2 separate regions of the Mus musculus genome follow, and region 1 is linked to region 2. Evidence: chromatin contacts called from public HiChIP or PLAC-seq data. All regions are on one chromosome and are shown on one strand. Each heading gives the region's core, a stretch centred on a gene start, on an enhancer-like site or on the middle of the called end of the contact. The rest is flanking DNA. Distances are from core to core; before and after follow the strand shown. Region 1 overlaps Fetub (fetuin beta). Region 2 overlaps Igf2bp2 (insulin-like growth factor 2 mRNA binding protein 2).

Region 1 (6,601 bases), core at 2,305-4,804, 880 kb before region 2:
GTGTGTGTGTGTGTGTGTGTTTCTAACAGAGGAAATTGGTCTCATGATTTTTTTTTAAATATAGAAAAGGGAAGACTACAATTGAATGTCATGATGGACCCTTCAGTCTCTTTGATGTTTGTTCTAAGAGTTTGTATAACAATGGAGAGTGGTGTTGAAAGACCCACAACGTGAGGACTCCCCCACGTTCAGACTCAGGAGAGGCGACACCCCAAAATCACCCACAAGAAACGGGTCTTGCTGCAAATTGCAAGAGGATTTTTATTCAAGAGAGCTCTCGGGCCCATGGTCATACACCACGCAGGGGTAGAGGACCGTGGCGCCCCGAGTAGCTGGGTAAGGGGGTATTTAAAGGAAGAAACCACAACTTAAGGAAGTGGGGAGGGTGTTGTTGGAAGATACCAAAGATACTAGTTAAGAGTCACAAGGAAGTGTAAAGTTACAAGAGTCACAAGGAATACCTGGTAATTGTTAACTCTCAAGACAGCTTCTAAGAGCCCCTAACAATAGCACATTTGCATTGCAGGTTCTGGGTGACTTTCTTTGAATGAGCACTCTTTGAACCCAGGAAGTGGGTGGATGGAGGAATGTCACTATTTGTTTTATGATTAGCATACCTTTACAAAGGCCACATTCCCAAGCCTGGGCCTAAAGGCCTAGAATTCTGTTTTTATGTTGTTATACTTTCAGTGTATCTTCTGTTTCCAATGGATGGCACAGGACAGACAGACAGACAGACAGACAGACAGACACACACACACACACACACACACACACACACACACACACACACACACACACAGAGCAGGGCTACTGTTAATACCCCTGTGATAGTTTGTATATGCTTAGCCCAGGTAGCTGTACTATTTGAAGGTGTGGCCTTGTTGGAATAGGTGTGTCACTATGGGCTTGGACTTTAAGACCCTTGTCTTAGCTTCCTAGAAGCCAGTCTTCTGCTAGCAGTGTTCAGATGAATATGTAGAACTCTCAGATCCTCCTGTGCCATGCCTGCCTGGATGCTGCCATGTTCCCACCTTGATGATACTGGGCTGAATCTCTGAATCTGTAAGCCAGCCCCAACTAAATGCTGTTTTTATAAGAGTTGCCTTGGTCATGGTGTCTGTTCACAGCAGTAAAACCCTACCTAACTAAGACAACCCAAGACTTTCAAGGCACATAAAAAGAGGCTGAGGGCTGGAAATAGTACAGGCATTCCAGGCTAGGCCTTTAAGGGGAGGCTGGTTGACAAAGAGTTCAAAGTAATTAGTTTAGGAGAAATGTGAAGAAAATTTCAGAGGCTGGAGAGATAGCTTAACAGTTAAGAATAGGTATGGCTTCCATAGACTCATGTATTTGAATGCTTGGCCCATTGGTGTGGCACTGTTAGGAGGTGTGGCCTTGTTGGAGGAAGTGTGTCACTGTGGAGGTAGGCTTTGAAGTCATATATCTGTTCACACTCTGCCCAGTGTGGAATATAGGACAGTCTCCTAATGCATTCAGATCAAGATGTAGAACTCTCGGCTTCTCCAGCACCAAGTCTGCCTGCACAATGTCATGCTTTCCCCCTATGATGATAATAGACTAAACTTCTAAAACTGTGAGCCAGCCCCAGTTAACTCTTTCCCTTTATGAGAGTTGCCTTGGTCATGATGTCTCTTCAAAACAATGAAACATTAACTAAGACAAGCCCTGTCTGCTCTTCCCAGAGGATCCAGGTTCCAGGTTTAATTCCCAGCACCCACATGCCAGCTCACACCTGTCTGTAACTCCAGTTCAAGGGCTTGTGATACCCTCATACATGTAGGCAAAATACCAATGAACACAAAATAAAAATAAATTATATATAATTATATATAATATCATATAGAGACAGTAATTCAATGAACTAGGAGACAAAGCAATAAGTATTTATGTTATCAAACATGGAGGAGTTGAGCTGGTACTCAGCAGCTTCACCTTACTGAATAGGATTCGTGGTGTTGGAAGGTGCTCTGCACACAGTAATAACCAATCTCTCATAGCTTCAAATGCTGTGATCTAAAATAGCAACTTGCCTGCAACATATACTCATTGGTGCAATAGTGGTACAGATGTTGTGAGAGCAACCACTCACTTCTCAGGTGAAGCTAAGCCCTGCTCCATGAGATGGAACCCATATCCAACATGCTAATGGACCCAGGGGAAAACCTACTACTATTATTCTGCTAAATGAACATAAGAATAAAATGACTCCAAATGACATGTTGCTAATACCCATAGATCAGAGTATTGCTCAGCCTTCAGCAGAGAAGCTTACTCTTCTGAAATAGGTGGTAATTAATGCAGAGACCCACAAACTAGACCATGTGTGGAGAGTAATACAGATTGTAAGAGCCAGAGTCTGGGACATCACACACAAGACCTGCATAAACCCAAACCAGATGAACTTCCAGCATGGAGAAGGGGAGTGGATGCCACTAACTAGAATGCTATTTGCAATTAATGACAACTCCTAGGAGAGGGGAAATCAGTTTTCTTCAGTGGAGTGACACTGTGCATATTGGCCACACTCCAGGACAGGCCTCGTGCTCAGGAGTAATTAGCCAACAACAAAAAAATGGACTCCATGGATTTGCTTGTTTTTGTTTCCTTTGTGCCTTTGGGAGGAGGTTTGGTGTTGTGTGTGTATGTGCCCCCCCCCCTTCTTTTAAGAGAGAGAAAGAACATGAAGTTGGGAGGAGATCGAGAATAGAAGAAAATGATAAAAATATACTGTATAAATGTTTAAATAATTTTTAAAAAGAAAGCTGGAGGATATCTATAGCACCTCATCTAAGAAATTTTTGCCCTTTTACCATAAAAAAGACAAAAGTTACTAGAGACTGAAATCATAGTCACAAACTGTGGAAAGAGCATTTGTGACAACAGTAAGCCTCAGATTCCGGTAGACCCGTTAGGTTAAATATTCTAGTTACATTATAGCCCTTCTGGTTTATGTGTATTATGGCAGTGCTGCATAAGTAAAGATGTTAAAAGGATTAAAAAAGGGAACGAGAAATGAAAAGGTAGTTGGAGTCTGGGCAGTTTGTACAGGATGCTGCCCAGCATACAGAACCCAACCAGTGTGCTCCAGCATGGGCATTTAGTCTCATTTCCAGTTTCAGTCAACAGGTTGAAGCCAAGAAGCATCAAAAGGACACACTTTATTAGCCTGTCTACATTTCATTGTCTGTGTCCTTCCCAATCCCCACCACCTCCCATTTAGTGCTGGGGACCATAGCCCTATGAAACCCTGCTAGGGAGTCTCAGGGTGGGAGAACCAGAGGGTTGTTCTCCTTCTCGGGCCCTGGGCACTCGGCGGAGCGCTGTTCCTTTCCAGGGAAAGGCAGCACCACCAGCTTCTTGTCCCCAGGCTCCAGGTACAGGAAGGAGACATCTAGTGTGTCCCCCTGGGGATTGGTGGTTAGATCCAGCTGCACAGGAAAGGCTTCCTCAGGGCTCCCTCCCTTGGACTCCTCGGGCTTCTCATCATCCAGTTCGGGGAGGTGCTGGATGGATCCTCTTGGTGCAGTTACGGAGGGGGAGCTGGTAGGGGCCGTGTTTTTCTGAGGGAGTTTCTGAGGGCCCTGGGTAACAGCAGGGTTCTCATCTCCAGGGACCTGAGCCTGAAATAACAATGTTGTTAGATGCAGAAGTCTACAGGGAATGCCCTGCCATAACCCACACCAGGCAAAGCTGTTTTGTGACTGCATGTTTGTTACATGGTCTTAAGCTAGCCCAGGCTCAGATTCATCATTTCCAACCTCATCTCCTGAGTGCTGGGTTTCCAGGCCTGGGCTAACACACTTGTCTCTGCTTGGAGCATTTCTGAATGCTTAGAGAAGCCAGATACACCAGTGGTTCTCAACCTTCCTAATGCCATGACCCTTTGAGACAGTTCATGTTGTGGTGAAATTATTTTCATAACCTCGCTTTTCTTATGAATCATAACGTAAACATCTGTGTTTTCCAATGGTCTTAGGTGACCCCTGTGTTGCCACCTGCAGTTGAGAACCACTGAGCTCAGGAACAGGCCTCTTGACAGAAAGATCAACAACAAAACACGTAAGGGACAGCTAGAACTAAGACCTGCAGATGCTGGACATGAGGCCGTTCACTTCAGAGCAGTGGTTCAGAGGGGCCAAAGGATGTACTCAGGGTCCCCAGGGAGTTGCCTTTGCTCCCAGGAGTGGCAGCAGGTGGCCTCTTTTACTGTTTGTTTCATGCCACACCCAGTATAGTGCCCTGCATCCAAACCTTCTCACTGGTCTTAGATATCACAACAGGCAGATGATGAGGGTACCAAGTCCCAGACAGGTAAGGGGTGGCAGCAGAGCTTATAGGGACAGAGCAGGGAGGAAGCCCAGGCAGCCTGTCTGACTAGATCAGGCTACGTCTCAGGAAGAACTTAGTGTCTGTGGAGAGAGAATGAACATGTTCACGGAAGTGATTCTCTCTGAGGTGAGAGAGGCTTCTTGGAGACACTGGATTTAGCACCTTGAAGGCTTAGGCTATGCAAGTGTGTAGTTCACTGTGTTGTTCCTGAGTGTTCTTCCCTTATTCTGCACCTGCTGCCACTGGACCTAAAACAGTAGGGTACGCTCATCTCCTATATGTGTGGGTTTACAGAGCCTAAGTAAAGTGATTCTGAATCTTGGGGGAAGCCAGAAGAGGTTGGGAAATAGGCACCTAGAAACACATCACCTGATTTCATTGAAAAACACAGAGTGGGGGCGGTTAGAATGGTAGGGCTCAGCATGGAACATCATGCTCTTGCAAGCCCAGCGACCCGAGTTCAACTCCCCAGACCCCATGTAAAGGTGGAAGGAAAGAACAAACTACACCATGTTATCCTCTGACTCCACATGTGTGCCATGTTACATGTGCTCAATACGCTTACGTTGTGCAAAAACACAATAACATTGTTTTTAAAAAGATAAATACCTGAGATTCGAAGAACTCACAAGTCACAGTGACAGACTTTTCTACGGGTTGGATCAGAGGAACGTGCCTCAGAGAACTTTGGACCGTAGAACCTTGGCAAATACCAACGGGCTAAAAGAAGGAAAGGCATCATGTGGGCATTAAGTTACAGGTGAGCGCAGATGCAAGCCCCTCCCTTTCCGCTTACGTAAGGCATAGCTGTGCCATGGTTTTCTGCTCCTGCCTTGGAAAATGGCGGGCTCCCAGCCAGGTCCCTGTGAATTATCTAAAGACAATTGAGTGCAGCTCGATTCTAGCAATGGGAACTGAGGTTTTTAGGAAGGTTTCCCTGTGTCTACATACTGTCCACTGCCTGGCCCTAGGTCTGCCCTTGGCCAATTAGAAGCTTGGTGTTTTCTTCTCTACAGGAGCCCTTAATGTATTCTGAATGAGGGTTTGTCTTCTCTAGCAAAAACACTCTCAGTCCCTTAACCTTCTGTCTATTTGAAAATGAAATTGTAGGGGTTTTATTATAAATGTAATAAATTACTATTTAGAACTATACAAACAAAAGAAAGGACCATGACCTGTAATCCCATGCATGGCTCTCACTACCTGTAATCTTTTGGTCCTTTTCTTCTAATCTTTTCCCTATGCACGTATATTTTTCTTTTAAACTCTATGATCATATTGCATATGATATTTTTAAAAACTATTTTGTTTCTGAACAATATATTGTAAAAACTTTTGTATGACATTTGATAGTCTTTTTTCTTCAATTATTATCTTTATAATGGCTACCTAGTACTCCTCTGTATTTAATAAAGTCTCTTGTCAAACAACTAGATTGAATCTATTTTTTTTATAAAACATTGAAACTTTCCTTTCATATATCTCTAAGTTTCTTCTTTACAGTGAATCCATATGTGGTGGTTTGAATGAGAGTGGCTCTATAGCCTCATATATTTGAATGCTTGGTCCCTGGTTGGTAGAACTGGTTGGGAAGGATTAGGAGGTGGGGCCTTTTTGGAGGGGATGTGTCACTGGGATTGGGATTTGAGGTTTTAAGAACCCATTTAGCTCCCTCTGCTTCCTACTTGTGGATCAGGATGAAGCTGCCAGCCACTGCTGCAGTACCATGCCTTCTTGCCTGCTACCATGCTATGCACCATGATGGCCATGGATGCTAACCCTCTGAAACTGCATGCCTCAAACAGAGCCTATCTTCTATATGTTTCCTTGGTCACATGAAGACCAGAAATTTCTCCAGGTGGGAAAATCCATTAGTGTAAAATGGTGGCCCTGACTTCCCTTCTTCCTCTTTAATGCCATGGCTCAGAGGCTCTCAGAGAACCTTCTAGAGAAACTGCATGCACCTGTGGCAAGAACAGGTGGATATTCCATGCTAGGTAGAACTTCATGAGCTATCAAATCTCGCAGACCTTCTTGTGCTGGCATGGAGTGGAGCACAGAGGGCCAGTCTTTGGGGGCTGCACTTCACCGATCTCATTCATTGGCTAGTCTGATGGAGTTCATCGGTCAAGTTTCTTATTCAAATAAATATCTCTCCCCACCCCAATCCTCTGCATGATCCCATTTGTATGAAGTGTTAAAATAGACAAAGCTATTAAGACAGAAATCAGATTCATAGTTTCTAGGG
Region 2 (5,950 bases), core at 906-3,405:
AGGTGTTCAGGCTGTGCCTGGGCTCTCGTCTCTCCCTCCTTCCCTGATGTTTCTAGTGCTTTGGAAAGGCGAGTAGGAACATAGCAGAGCTCAGCTGTGAGAGGCAGGGCCTTCGGTCTCTTACCCCCATCGCTGACCCCTGCTACTGCTTCCTGGTCGGTCTGCTTACTGTGAACTCTAGGCTGCTAGTTCCTCCCCCTCCCTCCTGCGAGCCCCTGCCTTGTACCCTGCAGGCTTGCGGTGAGGTGGAGAGGAATTCTGCCCTTGACTGCCAGGCCTGGGGGAGGTGAAATTGGCCTGAGTATCCAACTTTTCCTTGCCCAAGCCCTAGACCCTCGGTTTCCTCCGGGCCCTCAGAACTGGGATTGTTTCTTCCCTGTGCCCTCCCCTCCCCTCTCTCACACTCACTCACTCTCTCACTGCAGACTGCACAACGCAAGATCAGGGAAATTGTACAGCAGGTGAAGCAGCAGGAGCAGAGATACCCTCAGGGAGTCGCCCCACAGCGCAGCAAGTGAGGCTCCCACAGCACCAGCAAGCAACCGATGAATGTAGCCCTCCCAACACCTGACAGATGAGACCAAACAGCCAGCAGATCGGGAGCAAACCAAAGAGCATCCCGAGGAGTGCGCAGTCTGCAGAGCAGCCAGGGCCTGCAGACCTCTACACATCCTGGGATCCAGGAGGGCACAGGGAAGGCCAGGTTGTCCAGAAACACCGCTTGGCCTGCCCCCAGCTTCCCCTGGCTTCTGCAGGCATAACAGCCATCCACTGCCCATCCAACTCAGATTCTCCTCAGTTCCCAGGACGCTATCCCTTTCGGTTGAACTAACATAGGTGAACATGCTCAAAGCAAAGCAAAATTCCTAGCCGTTTCTTTGTTGTGGAAAGTTGTCTCTGTACATGTATGTACATATCAGAAGGGGAAGGATGTTAAGAAATGTGGCCTGTGGGTTACACAGGGTGCCTGCAGCGTTAATATATTTTAGAAATAATATATCAAATAACTCCACTAACAACAATTTTTACTCAGTGATTAATTTTGTTTTCTTTTTGAAGAGAAAGCAGGCTTTTCTAGACTTCCAAGAATAAAGTATTGGGTGAGGTCCACTGGTATAGAAAGGAACTTTGAGCCACCCACACAAAAAATTCACTTGGAGGGAAATCTTGTCAAGGACACTTAATGGCAGTTGTGGGTCACCTGTGTCTGTCAACAGAAGGGATACCGTCCCTGAGGAGGGGCCCTAGGCCCTGGTCACCTGTTTCTCCCACACACCCATTGCTCAGTTTCACAGGTTTTTAAACTGATGATTTTTGGTTTGTTTTGTTTTTGTTTTTTGCATACTGCTATATAGTTCTGTCTCTCTCCTTATCTCCCTCCTAACCTTCCTCTGTCTTCTTTACCCAAAATTCTTTTGAGTCCCTTCGTTCTTTTTCTGCTCCCCGTATCTATGCACCCCTCCCCTCCCCCCAGGCAAAGCAGTGCTCTGAATATCATACCACACACAAGGAACAAATGCGAACCACACAGACCAGCCTCAGCTTACACTCGGTTACTCAAGCGAACAAGAGTCGGCGGTACTTGTCCTAGCATTCGGAAGAGGAAAGCAGGATCCCAGCAAATAAACCAGCCAGCCAAACAAAGAAAAATCCCACAAAGAAAGAATGGACTCTCTCTCCATCTTGGTATACAAGCCATCAACATTTAGTGAAATTCTTTCTTTCTTTAAAAATTTAAAGTGCAGGAAAATAGCAATTTATACGAGGTTGTTGGCCCAGGGCGTTAAATTTACAGATTTTTTTTAAATGAGAAAAACACACAAATAAAAGCTACCTCAGGTGTTTTTTACCTCAGCACCTTGCTCTTGTGTTTCCCTTAGAGATTTTGTAAAACTGATAGTTGGAGCATTTTTTATTTTTTTAATAAAAATGAGTTGAAAAAAAAAAAAGATGAGCTGCCAGCCCCAAGCAGGCGGCAGCCCAGGTGTGCCGCAGCTCTTCTGTCTTCCGCTAGCCAAGAGCCTACGTGGCCTTCTTGTGGACAAACCTAAAAATGTTTATTTTTTAAAAAGTGACAAAGAAAAACAGAGAATATTGGAGCCGTCCTGAATTTCAATAGGGTACGTGCCGTGAGGGCTTTTGCGCTGAAGGATGACCACATCCTGGTTATGTGAAGAAACCATGACACTACCAGACTGCGATGCCGGTTTCCTCTACTGCAAGCAGTGTTCTGTGACAAAAAAAAAAAAAAAAAAAAAAAAAAAAAAAAAAAAAGGAAAAAAATATATCCAAGCTAACAAGATCTTGGTGTCTTGGTGTCTTATTTTCTGAGTGTTGGGTCTCCCAGAATGTCAGCTGGAGGTTTGGGGGAATAGCAGGTGGACAATTGGACTGGACAGCTCCTTGGCTACCTGGCTGTAGGCCGCCCAAGCAGCCTCACCTGAAACGTGGCTGGGTTCCAGCCCTGTGGGCGGTTGAGGTGCCAACTAGAGGGCAGACTGCATGGCAGGCGAAGCCTCAGGCTCAGTGGGTCTCAGCCTTCCCAACTAACGCTGTGGTCCTTTAGAATGGTTCTTCATAAAACCACTTTGTTGCTACATCATAACTAATTTTGCTACTGTTAGTTTGTTTGCTTGGTTGTTTCCATTTTTTTTTTTTTTTTGTTTTTGTTTGTTTCTATGACAGGGTTTCTCTGTATAGCCCTGGCTGTCCCAGAACTCACTCTGTTCCTGCATAGCCAGCAGGAACACAAACTAGAAGAAAGTGGGATTTGCTTTGCTTGTTTTGTTTTATAAGATCCTAGTATACAGTCCTAGCTGATGTGGTAGTGAATGTGCCTGGAAAGTCAGCTATCTGGGCTCAGCCTCCCAAGGGAACGGAGTTCACCTCTGTGCCTGGTAGTGACAGGTGTCAAAGGACAACACTTGACAGCATGAAGCTACTCAGTGTTGGACTGCCGAGGGGCAGACTGGTCCTAGAGAGAATATTCTCTTAAGCCACCATTATTGAGGCCTAGACCTGCCTGGGTCATCTAGTGAGACTCTTACCTCAAATTGAAAAATAAAACCATCGATCCCCTGTATCTGTAGGTCAAGGGTTAACTCACTTCTGAAAGGTAAAGTAAAAAGTAAAGAGTTAAGCTGTAGATTCTGAATTTTTTCTGATAATATTTATAATGAGCTATGGTTCCCCCCCCCAAAAAAATATTATAAAGCAAAAATTAAGAAGCAAAATCAGTTCTGTTTCAGGTGTCTTTATTCTGCTCAGTTCCAGAAGGAAATCAAATTTTGAAAGTGGTCATAGAGGTTTTTACAAATTACTAAGTTCCTTAATAGTTCAGTGCACACTGATTACTCTCCCCTCTATCCCTTCTTGCTTCTCCCCACCCCCACCCCCCACCCCGCCCCGTCCACTCTACAGCTTCCCTACAAAACTATTTCTCATCTATTCACGTTGTTTGTGTTGCCATGGCTTTAGGGGGGTATCTATTGTAGCCTGGTGGCTCAACTATAGATATACAACTAAAGACGGTGACTCCTCCTCCCCGGGAGTTTATCAGTAGCCAGTTGCTGAGCAGGGTGTGTGTGTGGGGGGGGGGGGGGAGTCCCATGAGTCCATCCCTCCCAGGATGTGACACGGCCAGACTTATGCATGCCTGGTGCAGGCAGCCCCAGCACTGGGTGCTCCTGGTTGCGATGGTTAGGTTGTGCCTAGAGGACAGTGTATAGCAATGCATCCACGTTCACTGCTTCTATTCACAGGAATAAGAAATAGAAGCACCATAGATGTCCATCAACTGAAGTGTACATGAGGCTGGAGGATGGCTCTGATTAAAGCACTGCTCTTTCAGAGGATCTAGGTTTGGTTCTCAGTAACCACAAGGGCTAGTTCCAAACTGCCTGTAACTCTAGCTCCAGAAAATTTGACAACCACTTCTGGCTTCCTAAGGAGGCATATACTCACAAATAAAAGATAAGTTTTTTTTTTTTTAATTAAAATACACTGAATACAGCTGAGGTTGTTTGGTTTGGTTTGGTTTTCGAGACAGGGTTTCTCTGTGTAGCCCTGGCTGTCCTGGAACTCACTCTGTTGCCTTGAACTCAGAAATCTGCCTGAGTAACCTATTGGTTACCACCAAGGTATGTGTGCCACTACTGACTGTATCATAGGGCTTTGCCCTGCTGGTCACTGATGCTCATAGGTGTTCTAGCGGGGTGGGACTGTTGGTTGCCTCCCTGCCTAAGAAGCTTGCACGTAGGCTTCTGATACCATGAAAGCTAGGCCTCAGGGAGGGGAATTTTCAGGTCTGTTCCAGCTCATGGATCTCTGGGCCCTGATTGATTGATTGATTGATTGATTGATTGATTTTATTTATTTTTTGGCTTTTTGAGACAGGGTTTCTCTGTGTAGCCCTGGCTGTCCTGGCACTCACTTTGTAGACCAGGCTGGCCTCGAACTCAGGAATCCACCTGCCTCTGTCTCTGTCTCCCAAGTGCTGGGATTAAAGGTGCGCGCCACCACCGCCCAGCTTTTTTTTTTTTTTTTTTTAAGATTTATTTATTACATGCAAGTACACTGTAGCTGTCCTCAGACATCCCAGAAGAGGGAATCAGACCTCATTACAGATGGTTGTGAGCCACCATGTGGTTGCTGGGATTTGAACTCAGAACCTTTGGAAGAGCTGTTGGTGCTCTTAACCGCTGAGCCATCTCTCCAGCCCCTGGGGCCTGATTTCTGAAGTGCATAGTGTCTTCAGCAATAGGTACTTACCTTCTAGTCCTGGGGAGTAACCAAGGGCAACCACGTTAGGCTGTGTTTGTTTTAGGAGTCTCTTAGCCCTGGACAACCACTTAAATGAGGGCTTCTGCACTTGATCTCTTGGAGGGAATACAATTGGTGGAGAAAGGTTCATTAAAATGTATATGTATGTTTACATTTCTCATATTATGGGGGTTTTTGTTTGTTTGTTTTGAGACAAGGTTCTTCGTGTAGTCCTGGCTGTCCTGGAACTCACTTTGTAGACCAGGCTAGCCTCGAACTCAGAAATCCGCCTGCCTCTGCCTCCCAAGTGCTGGGATTAAAGGCGTGCGCCACCACCACCTGGCTATGTTTTTAAAAAAATAGTTAATAGTGCAATTCCTTGTAGCTTTATTTAGATGTCCTTACTGTTTTTTGTCTATTTGTCTTGAGGGGGGTGTTTTTTGTTGTTTCAAGACAGGATTTCTTTCTATCACTCTGCCTGTCCTGCAAACTTGCTCTATAAACCAGCCTGGCCTCAAACTCAGAGATCCATGTGCCTCTGCCTCCTGAATCCTGAGTTAAGGATGTGCACTGTCATCGCCAACCCCACCCCCTAGCTAGATGACCTTACCTACCTACCCCTCCTTCCCCACCTACCCCTCCTTCTGTATTTACCCCCTCATCAGTCTCTAAAGAACCTGACTTTTCCATTCCCCCATCAGAGCATTTGTATCCTGCTATCCCCTTTCCCCTCCTCCCATCTGCATTATCTCCCTCCCCCTCCCAAAGGAGGTCCCTTTTCTTGCCTGCATCACGTCACTCCCCGGTTCCCAGCTTCCATCTGTTTTTATCCCCTTCCCAATCCCTAAGAAACCACACACACACACACTTCCCTGATCAAATTACTGGTATTAATTCCCTCCCTGTCTTGGCAATGACTCTGCTCTGCTTTCCTATAGAAGCTGTCCTTACATCTGAAGATTTGGGGCTGGGAGCCTCCAACAAGAGGGAGCACATGGTGTTTGTCTTTCTGGGTTTTACTTCCATCCAGGTGCCTGCAAAGTTCATGATGTCGCTTGTCTTTACAGCTGATCAGTATTCCTAGTGCATATGTACTGCATTTCCATAATCTCTTCATCAGTTGGAGGACTGTTTCCAAACAAAAAGCGGAAGGAAGGAAGGAAGGAAGGAAGGAAGGAAGGAAGGAAGG

Evidence for each region. HiChIP or PLAC-seq counts read pairs in DNA pulled down with a chosen protein or histone mark.
Region 1: a contact with region 2 is called in an H3K27ac HiChIP or PLAC-seq map of large pre-B cells, with 4 times the contacts expected there. The contact joins two enhancer-like sites.

What each region holds. Positions count from the first base shown.
Region 1 is chr16:22,936,319-22,942,919 of GRCm38.p6, reverse strand. Fetub (fetuin beta) reads right to left here. Exons shown (of 8, transcript NM_021564.2): 7 at 4,963-5,073; 8 at 3,152-3,644. The coding sequence ends at 3,285. Among named protein-coding and RNA genes, the nearest start is that of Hrg, 11 kb to the left of the region's middle. Within about 2 kb of position 3,554, at least 18 of the 459 cell types and tissues checked have an H3K27ac peak or open chromatin away from gene starts, as enhancers often do.
Region 2 is chr16:22,055,361-22,061,310 of GRCm38.p6, reverse strand. It overlaps Igf2bp2 (insulin-like growth factor 2 mRNA binding protein 2), which reads left to right. Exons shown (of 16, transcript NM_183029.2): 16 at 426-2,302. The coding sequence ends at 518. Among named protein-coding and RNA genes, the nearest start is that of Senp2, 49 kb to the right of the region's middle. Within about 2 kb of position 2,155, at least 25 of the 459 cell types and tissues checked have an H3K27ac peak or open chromatin away from gene starts, as enhancers often do.